2 separate regions of the Zea mays genome follow, and region 2 is linked to region 1. The links are chromatin contacts, called in public Hi-C maps. All regions are on one chromosome and are shown on one strand. Each heading gives the region's core, a stretch centred on a gene start, on an enhancer-like site or on the middle of the called end of the contact. The rest is flanking DNA. Distances are from core to core; before and after follow the strand shown. Region 1 holds the start of LOC100502511 (B3 domain-containing transcription factor NGA2). Region 2 has its middle 33 kb from the start of LOC100279146.

What was found. Hi-C and Micro-C count contacts between places; a contact is called where the count stands out from the background.
Region 2: a Hi-C map of tassel shows a contact between it and region 1, with 1.7 times the contacts expected there. The contact joins the enhancer-like site here to the promoter of LOC100502511 in region 1. A contact is called at or near these places in 8 of 25 Hi-C or Micro-C datasets (ear, leaf and tassel) and 1 of 3 datasets of contacts at active chromatin or transcription factors (leaf).

Annotation. Positions count from the first base shown.
Region 1 is chr5:204,584,753-204,590,313 of Zm-B73-REFERENCE-NAM-5.0, reverse strand. LOC100502511 (B3 domain-containing transcription factor NGA2) reads left to right here and starts at 4,115. Exons shown (of 1, transcript NM_001196989.1): 1 at 4,115-5,561. The coding sequence starts at 4,670.
Region 2 is chr5:204,631,273-204,636,242 of Zm-B73-REFERENCE-NAM-5.0, reverse strand. No RefSeq gene overlaps it. Among protein-coding and RNA genes, the nearest start is that of LOC100279146, 33 kb to the left of the region's middle. Within about 2 kb of position 3,297, at least 9 of the 20 cell types and tissues checked have an H3K27ac peak or open chromatin away from gene starts, as enhancers often do. A contact at or near this core is called in ear and tassel, where this site is marked.

The DNA.
Region 1 (5,561 bases), core at 2,866-5,365:
CACTACTCTCTAGTCTGCCTTTGGTCTAGTGCGCGCGCGACAATCAACGACAACACGGCTTGTATATAGTATACGACATTGATACCCGTTAGCGCGTAGATCTGCCCCACTATAGATGCCTCTATATACCACTCCGCGCTCAGCTTGACCGTGTATCAAAAATTAAAAAATTGCATATGCCCCGTTTGGATTCGTAGAATTGAATTACATTCTAATAATAGTAATTTAGGCAAATATCAATTGAATTAATATACTTTTATATGAAATATATTTGTATACTATTATTAGGAATATATGAGAGATATTTACTATAGAAGAGTGAGTCGAAGAGTGTCTTATAAGTTACAGAATAGAAACATATTCCCTTCATACATAAATATATTTCTCATACTCGACCCCATGAATTTGAGATGAACTTATATTTGAGCTTTAGGAAGTGGTGGAACGTCGAATTCCAAACTAAGTAGACTACTTTATTACGTAAATTCTAATTCCTGCAAAATAAATAAATCCAAACGGCCCTCTTAGACTAATTTCATAGTGCTTAGTAAGCATGAGGCTTACTACTTGATTTTCACATGAGATCAATACAATATGTATCCCCAGGAATTGGAGACGAATGTCTCCGGTAGAGCTTCAAAAGAGACCCACCACCACCATAGATCTAGTATCAACCGCGTTCAACTTACTATAAAACCTTTAATTTGCATGTTTAATTAAAATGCTAGGAAACAAAGACCCATCTCAAAAAAGAAGACAGCTAAAAAGCTAAGTACGAGCGAGGGGAGGGAGAATGTCCCTGCAGCTTAGCTACTTTGGGTAAAACAGAGTGACTTTTGCTAATACTTGACCAGCGTGCTAGCTTTTGCAAATACTTGTCTAATAACATTGTAAAAATACTATATTCAAACTAAAATATATATAGATAATGGTAATTTATTGTACTAGTACGTACTGACGTAATTAATTATCATTATCTATGTGTCTTTCACAGTATACAATGACCAAGTAGCTATAGTAGCCGATGTTTACTGTTTCCTAGACAATTAGGGTCTATCATCAGCAATAACTATGAAGTTGCTACCCACTTGTAGTTTCTCTGTATATATATGTACGTAGTAGGAAAGTTATGCAGAACTAAACTACGCTTGATGAATTTGCCCCACTTATCTTCATGGGATTCGAACCCTGTTGTATATATAGCTAGCTCGCTACTAGTGCGGACCCAGTAGTACGGACACAATAAAGATATACATTTTGGCTTCCTGTATTATTCTACAGGCCATAAGGCGCACACATCCTATTCCTACACGTACGTACCAACTGTTTCTCTGAAGATATATTAATTGTAGCAACAGGTAACTACTAGAGGCCAACTATCGAACGATGCATCTAAGGACAGCGCAAAAGACAAAATACACCGATCTCTCCTTGAATCTGAGCGTCTGAGCCTCTAGCTTCTAATAATAATGTTGTTATTATTACAGTAAAGCAAAAGATTTTGCTATCTTTTCGTACAGAAGCAAAATCCACCGGCCCATCACACTATTTCTGGAGAGATGTAAAGCATGCCCCGGCCCTTATATATGCATGATATATGCAGAAGCAAACCACATGATCTCCCTTCAATAGTCACCTGCAGGGACCAATGCAAGACGGGCCTTGATGCTAGCTAGCTAGCTCCAATTTGCTGGCCTTCAGTCAGCTTAAACAGGATATGAGAATGTGGGCAATAATGATGTCCCAGTACGTGCTATACATCAGCAATTTATTTGCAACGTGGCACAAAGTAGCCCAGTTTAGCAGTATCTAACTCCAATTCACAAACTGGAATTATATATATCTACCTGAAAGTGAACGAACTTAATTATACTAGTCTAATACGAGGAACAAACAACTGGCCAGCCGTATGTTTATCAACGAGTACGGAGTACAAATAAGTCAGTAAAATTGATGGCCGCCCATCATCGTTATATACATCCCTCGGAAGTTTTGGCAACTAACTGCGCTCTCCTCAGTGTTCCATTCTAAAAGAATAAAATGCAGTAGCGGTCCTCAAACTTGATATATTGTGTCAATTGGATCATCGAACTAAAAAAACTAGTAAAACGGGTCCTCCAACTTAGTCGGCCCATGTAAAATCGTCGAAAACCGGATTTACTTGAACTAGAAGCATGGCGTAACACATTCGAGCACACGTTTGAGTACCCATACCAGACTAGTCATGTTTCTATCATGTTTTGGTACTCTTTGTCTTTCATTAATGGGGTCGAAAATGAAGGTCTAGCTAGGCATAGTGTGATGACCGAAATTACTACATCAAATTTTCTATCATGTTTTGCTACTCTGTCTTTCATTAATGTGGGGTCGAAGTCAACTACGCTGCTTGTGTAATGATGGATCATCCATAGTTAGTATCAAATAAAAGCTTCATGTTTATATAAACAGAAGTCGTACCTCATTAATTGCACTCAATATAGAGTAAACAAAAGTAAAATGTGTATACGATATTATATAACTAATTAATTAAAAGTTGTAAGAGAAGATTATAGTTGTCATGTCATGTTGTTTGTTTATTTAAGAACCTAGCTAAATGTTATTTTTCTGGTTTCTTTTTAAAATCACAAACTATTTCCTTCATGTACAACATGTGGACAATGGATCCAATATTAATTAAAGGACGTGTCTGTTTTATGTCTTATACATTCTGCATATAGTACGAAATATTATAGTGAGAATAATTGTACACAATAAATGACGAATTCGAATTATATAAATATATCACTTACAGACACCAGCAACTCATGAGAGATTTGCCAAGGTCTTACATGCATGCAGTGCATTGCCACGAGTCGGGGGGAGCGTGGGGAAGAAGCGTCTAGGCTACAAATATAATTATTATTTATTTCTAAATACTAAGATATATATAGTCTAGTGGTTAGCCCCAAATTTCTTAAATAGAGGGGTGTAGATTCGAGTGGTTCGAGCGCTAGCTTTACACTATTTTTTGTGGGTGCTAGACGTGGGAAAAGGTGAAGTCGTGCTAGCACAGGTGCTCACATTAAGTTTCAAATAGAGTAGTATATAGATTGTTGTTTGAGATCTTGTTAATATGTATGTGTTGAAGTAAAAAAATAACCTAATTTTTGCTATGTTAATATGTATGTGTGGAAGTAAAAAAATAACTTAATTTTTATTCTAATATACTTCAACACGTGTAAACTGGTTATATACGAACAAGGCACGAAGAATTTAGCACGCAAGTAAAACTTTTGTGCTCGAAGCCGTCCGAATCCACACTTCCATTTCACATCGGACTCGGACCCTGCAACTGCAAGTGGGCTCTTGAAATCCCTTGGATGGAGACGGTATCTATTGGGGGCCAGCCTAGGAGCTAGGTCTACGCCCTAGAGCAGCAGCGGGTATATATCCCCTCCGGCAGCCAAAGCCGTAGGCAGGCGTGGCGTGCGATATTTGATACCCGTATATATGCATGGTGACAAGGACGATCGCTCACATGAGCCCAACCCCAACGGAAGTCATGGGCCCCCCCCTGGCCTCCGTCCCTTTATAAAGCTATCTACTACTACAGTACACCCCACTTTCCTGCTCCGTCTCCCTCTACAGTACTGTACGCACGTTTGCTTTTCTACGAGCGGACGGAGACGTTTTCTATCCAGTGAAAACACACTTTGAAGTTTGAAGAAGAAAAGAAACATCCAGGAGGGGACGAGCTCCTCGTTTGAGCTGGAAGCCTGAACTGTGCCTGTAGCAGCAGCCACTGCGACACAGTGATGGAAGGGAGGGAATTGGCCGAATGGGGGAAGCTTGCGGGCAAAAAATACGGCAAAGGCGGCACTGCAGCAGCTACTACTTCCACTCCCAGTCCCACAGTCTACTAGGCACTCGTCGCCTTCCAGGAATCTTCTTGCGCAGTCGCCCTCTCCCCTGCCCCTGTGCCCGTGCCAAAGGAACACACACCCACATGCCATGCCACAGCACAGCACAGCACACCCGCCGCGCTGGTGCAGTGCATGAGGGCACAAGCTTAGCGCCTCAGCCACAGCCCACAGCCACAAATTAACCTCGCTCATCACAACCACCCAGGAAGCAAGGCAGGCACCCAGCAACTAACGAGCACCACCGTCTAATCCGCGTCTCCGTCTCCGTCCCCATCCCCAATTCCCCATCCCCATCCATCTGGCCACATCCCAAACCCAAAGACGTCGTCCGCCGCGCTGTGCGCCTAGCCGTCAATGTGGACGCCTGCGGGCGGCCTAATTCTTCTTCCCGTCCTTCGTTCTTCCCCCTCGCCCTTCAGGCAGCAGGCCTCACACTCCAGAGTAGTAGCAAGCAACAGCAACGCCGAGCCTGCATACTACACGCATACATAGGTAGATCCGATCCCGCTCTACTGACCTATAGTGGCGGCGGTGGCGTTTGCGCTGGGCAACAGTGCATGCCTCTCTTCTCTGGGCCAGCTCCCAGCTATCTCCAGCGGCTGTCATCGCAGCAGAACCTAGCTAGCTAGTCAGATAGGTAGCGCAGCCAGTGCCCAGTGGAGGAGGGAGGGAAGAAGCAGGTGGCGCGCGGGACCAAGGGAGGAGCGAGAGCGAGCGAGCAAGAAATACCAGAGGAAGCAAGTGGTAGGTAGGTAGGTAGTGCCTATATGGACCAGTTCGCCGCGAGCGGGAGGTTCTCTAGAGAGGAGGAGGCGGACGAGGAGCAGGAGGATGCGTCCAATTCCATGCGCGAGATCTCCTTCATGCCGCCGGCTGCGGCCTCGTCATCTTCGGCGGCTGCTTCCGCGTCCGCGTCCGCCTCCACCAGCGCATCCGCGTGTGCATCGGGAAGCAGCAGCGCCCCCTTCCGCTCCGCCTCCGCGTCGGGGGATGCCGCCGGAGCGTCGGGGAGCGGCGGCCCAGCGGACGCGGACGCGGAGGCGGAGGCGGTGGAGAAGGAGCACATGTTCGACAAGGTGGTCACGCCGAGCGACGTGGGGAAGCTCAACCGGCTGGTGATCCCGAAGCAGTACGCGGAGAAGTACTTCCCGCTGGACGCGGCGGCCAACGAGAAGGGCCTCCTCCTCAGCTTCGAGGACAGCGCCGGCAAGCACTGGCGCTTCCGCTACTCCTACTGGAACAGCAGCCAGAGCTACGTCATGACCAAGGGCTGGAGCCGCTTCGTCAAGGAGAAGCGCCTCGTCGCCGGGGACACCGTCTCCTTCTCCCGCGCCGCCGCCGAGGACGCGCGCCACCGCCTCTTCATCGACTGGAAGCGCCGGGTCGACACCCGCGGCCCGCTTCGTTTCTCCGGCCTCGCGCTGCCGATGCCGCTGCCGTCGTCGCACTACGGCGGGCCCCACCACTACAGCCCGTGGGGCTTCGGCGGCGGCGGCGGCGGCGGCGGCGGATTCTTCATGCCGCCCTCGCCGCCCGCCACGCTCTACGAGCACCGCCTCAGACAGGGCCTCGACTTCCGCAGCATGACGACGACCTACCCCGCGCCGACCGTGGGGAGGCAGCTCCTGTTTTTCGGCTCGGCCAGGATGCCTCCTCATC
Region 2 (4,970 bases), core at 2,048-4,547, 47 kb before region 1:
TGACGGCCGTCAGTCTTTGCCGAGTGTCAAGTATCTGGCACTCGGCAAAGAGAGTCTTTGCCGAGTGTCCTATGTAGACACTCGACAAAGCATATTTTTATTTTTTTATTTTGGTCACCAAACTTTTTGTGGTATGTTCCTACACTATGTAGACCTACATGTACCATTTTGGGACAATTATAACAGTGTTTTCTATAGCTAGTACATTTAGTTTGTTTATTTGAATTTCTTTGGAAAATTCAGATTTGAACTGCAGGTCACTCGAAACTTGAAAAACCGTACATGCAAAAATGATATCCATGCTACTTAGCACAAGTTATGACCGATTTCAGGAGCGGACCGAAAACTTCGAGCACCATGCTCACTCAACATGACCGTGAACTTGTCATCCAGGTGTTTAAAAATTGTATAAAACAGAAACAAAGTCAGAAAATCATGAAACCTGTCCATGTGTCATGATATCATATGTAGAGACTGTGATAAAAAATTGAAAAAGTTTCGAGAAAGCTGTAACGCACTATGTGTACAAACCTAAGAGATCCACATTGAAACTCTATGATTTCATGTGTGGTTCTCTTAGGTTTCTACACATAATGTCTCACAACTTTCTCCAAACATTCTAAATTTTTTATCACGGACTCTACATATGATATCATGACATGTGGACAAGTTTCATGATTTTCTAAGTTTGTTTGTGTTTTATAAATTTTTTAAACAGCTGTGTGGCAAGTTCACGGCCATGTTGAGTTAGCATGGTGCTCGAAGTTTCCGGTCCGATCCTGAAATCGGTCGTAACTTGTGCTAAGTAGAATGGATATTATTTTTGCATGCACAGTTTTCCAAGTTTCGAGTGACCTGCAGTTCAAATGTGAGTTTTTCGAAGAAATTCAAATAAAAAAACTAAATCTACTAGCTATAGAAAACAATTTTCTAATTGTCCCAAAATGGTACATGTAGGTCTATATAGTGTAGGAACATACCACAAAAAATTTGGTAGGGAAAATAAAAAATAATTTGCCGAGTGTCCACAAATGACACTCGGCAAAAAAGCATGCTTTGCCGAGTGCCAGCAGGGAGACACTCGACAAAGGATTATAAAAGATTCTTTGCCGAGTGTCATCCAGCTGGCACTCGGCAAAGGACACTCTCGACAAAGAATATTTTAATATTTTAAAAAAATCTTTGCCGAGTGCCAGATCGCAGACACTCGGCAAAGGACGACACTCGACAAAGAAGCTGTGTCCGGTAGTGATATCAAAACTTGTATATAGTCCAGAACATACGAGCAGTCTATACGTATATTTGAAAATTTAGAACAGGTAGTATATATATTTGATTCAGAGCAAGGAGTACTTATTTTTCGGAATTGAGAACGAGCAGTTTTTATAGAACTATCTTAGGACGTACATATCATCCAATCCATCTATACGTGCACTTATGTTCATGTAACTTGCAGACGAAAACAAAATGACCGGCTTTTGCTGGCAGTTCGATGATGGCTACTGCCCTCAGAACTCAGTAGATGACACAAGTAGTCCACTGAGGCAGAGGCCCATGAGCCCTCCGACGGGCGCGTCTACGAAAATGATGAGCAGCGAGAGGGCTCCATATGGCCGGACTGCGGCCACTGTGCAAGGAGGAGACGAATCCACAGGCGGCGTGAAGCGAAGAGAGGAGGCGCCCTTGCTCTTTCTGGATGTGTGTGGACTTCGTTGCTCCTCCTTAGAAGAGAGGAGCCCGACATCTCAACATGACGATGGGAGAAGACATCACGGCGCAGGCCGCAGGCGTTGAAAGGATGATGGAGGGAGACGATATCGGAGTGAGCGAAGGCGATGAAACCGGCGGGCTATGATTGGACGCAAGATTTCTCTCAACGCGCGCCAAAATTGGAACCCTCGCATGCGCATCGGATCCGCTCCCTCGGTTTGGAACTTTGGCGACGCTGCCGACCTGTACAACGCTGCTGGAGGAGTCTCTGCCTCGGACAAAGGGACATCTCCATCATCGCCTCGCGAGACGGCGCCAACCAAACCCCATCCCCTAGCGTCGCTGGGGTGTTTTTTTCTTTTACGAAATTGACATCATAGAGACGGGCTTTAAGAGACACGTTGCACGTCGTTTCCTTTCCTCACAGCATGCTTGCTACAGATCGATCAGTACGCCGTTCCAACTTCCAAGCAATGCAAAGGGTGGATGCATGGACCGGCGCGGGGCCGGGGTCGACAGATCAGAAAGTGTAGCGCCACCATGCAAGCATGCATGCGATGTGCAAGGAGGGAGGGGGGGATCGGTCGGAGACGATGAGGGGATCGGTCGAGGAAAGAGCCTGCCTGTCGCTCTGAGAAAAGAAAGTGCCTTTTGTTTTGTATGCATGTTCTATATGATAGCAAAAGGCTGCTACCCCTTCTCTTTGGCCGCCATCAGATTTTGCCTCTCCCACCCCACCAGTCTCGCCCATGCCCGACGATGCCCATATACGTCCTTCCATTTACGTACCTAAAATGTACTTCCTAATTTTCCAAATTTCGCTCCAAATTTGCAGTTTCGAATTAGTTCATTACACTATCCACGAAATAATGTACGTTTTTTTTTGAAATTGCAGGTATCAATTCAGGGCCTTAGATAGAAGTAATAAGGATTCGAACAAAATTGGAGAAGTTCGAATTTAGTATGAAGCTAATTGGAGGCACACTAGCAGCTACCAATGCACACACAACCCTGAAGAGGTAGGTTACTATATCACATAATAATATGCGTAGAATATATAGAAGCATCGTGAGGCTTTTTGTCTGCGTGTACACCGTCCAACAGTTTTGGGAGGAAAAGCTTAAACATCATGATGCATGTGTGTCAGGTGTGGAATTAGAAGCCTCTGAAGATGCCAAGCATCGATCCAGCAGTCCTGCACCGGCCTGCTCATCATAATTAAATAACTGCCAGTGCTGTCCATGGCGCCAAATAAGTGCGAACAGCATGCATGCATGCATGCACGCATCTACGCGTACTGATCACGCACAGTACTACTACGTACTACGTAGCGCCACCATGCATATCGCCAAATAGTATATATATATATATGCATGATAAATGTCAAGTAATCGTACTGTTGTGTGGCTGGCGTGCTTCCAATTATATTGATGGTGTGCCCAGGTGGTGCTGGATTGGAATCAGTAGTACGTACTCCTGCTGCCATGCATGCATCGCCGCTGAATTTGGCCCAAAGCTACCTATGCTAGCTGCTTCAGAGTGCATGCATGCATGGGTCTGTGTGACGGCATGAATGTGTGAGCAGCAGTGCCATGCCATGCACCTGCTCACTATCGCATCGCATGCAGTGCAGCTGACACCTCTTTCTCCCTTGGGGCTGGGGCGTGAAGCAAACGAGCGAGCTGTAGCTACATGGGCCTCTACGTACTTGCAAAGGAGCCCGGCCGCGGCTGCGGCCGCCCATCATTTTGGCCTTTAAAGTCATGTGTTCCCTGCTGAAAAAGACGAGAAAAAAAACTTGAGAGATAGATCCTCCCATGCAAAAAAGTTCAAATGATACTGGAGTAGTACATGTACAGCGCGTGCATGTATGTGCGCGCGTCTGCACAAAGCCGTCCGGTTTGTCCCGTCTAAGAGTGCGTGCTTGCACGCCGGTCTTCTCGATTGCTTTCTCCACGATCAGCAGAAGTACCATGGAGAGAAGCTTTTTAGCAGCAGCGAAAGTTGCATCGCATTGCACTGGGTGTACGTACATGGATACGTAGTGCATGAGGTCTGTACGTGGATGTTTTCCATTTGTTTGGCATTTGTGCTGCTTGATGTTTATTAGAAACTGGCCGGCTGGAGGACAACATCTATATATGCAGGTTATATCAGTATATCACACATTGGCTTACTGTATTAATCTCAACACGACTAATTCTAGGATTCTCCATGTTCATCCTTATGTACGTGTCATGTGAGTGTGATAAAAGATAAAACTTACACAACTTTTATAACACTTAAAAATACCTGATCTTTAATTTAATATACTACTCTAATCAGCATCACCAACAATACTAATTGAAAGCTAGTGATCAACTAGCTAGCTCTTGAGGTGTTGATCAACCCCGGAGAAGGAAGAAATACCAGGTTTGAGCTATGTATCTTGCGGCCATGATGAATGATTTGGCTAGTACTGAAGGAAGTAAGGGTGGTTTCATGTCTAATGATAAACTATTTCGGGTCAGATTGCCCATCATATTAAGGAGTTGCGGTGGCTTATACGTAGCGGGCCAATGGGTCGCTTCTACATCCCTTGATAGTGAATATGTACTATCAACAATAAAATTTGCATATCTCTGGTCCTCTTGGACAAAGGTGCTTGTGTTGAGATATCTGCTTTGTTTGTGGCTCTCTTCTAGATCTTATTCTCTTCTCATGTGATACAACTCTTCTTTGGTGAGATTCTAGCCTTCATTGTATATATCAAGTTTCATTCTGAAATAATCTAATTTCGTTCTTATTCGTGTTTTCATGATCTTTTACAGAAGCCAAGAAATGTTCCTTCGTCGAGAAACATCATTGTAGCTTGTTCCTTGTTTTTGTGCCACCAACATGATCATATAAGTGAGCCTCGCCTCTTAATGTGTGCTTACAAATTATTTATTTTAACCAATATACTATTCTTAGTTGTACCTATATTGATTTTTTAGCTGCTTATTACGCATAAGACAAACGATGGAGTTTCTAAATAATTGTTCTTTAAAAAGAGGCAAGTGTCCTTGATCATGTTGATCCTATTTGATAAGTGTTTTTGTTGCAAAATTGCACGGTTGTGTCAATGAACGTGTACATAATTATATGTTATATTAGAATTTCCATAAAATTCCTTCTAATAATTGTTATTTCTTTCTGTTATGAGTAGAATTGCTTAATTTCATATAAAGTTTAGTTTGAATAATTTGCTCCATCTAGTCAAGTAATCTTTATGTAACATG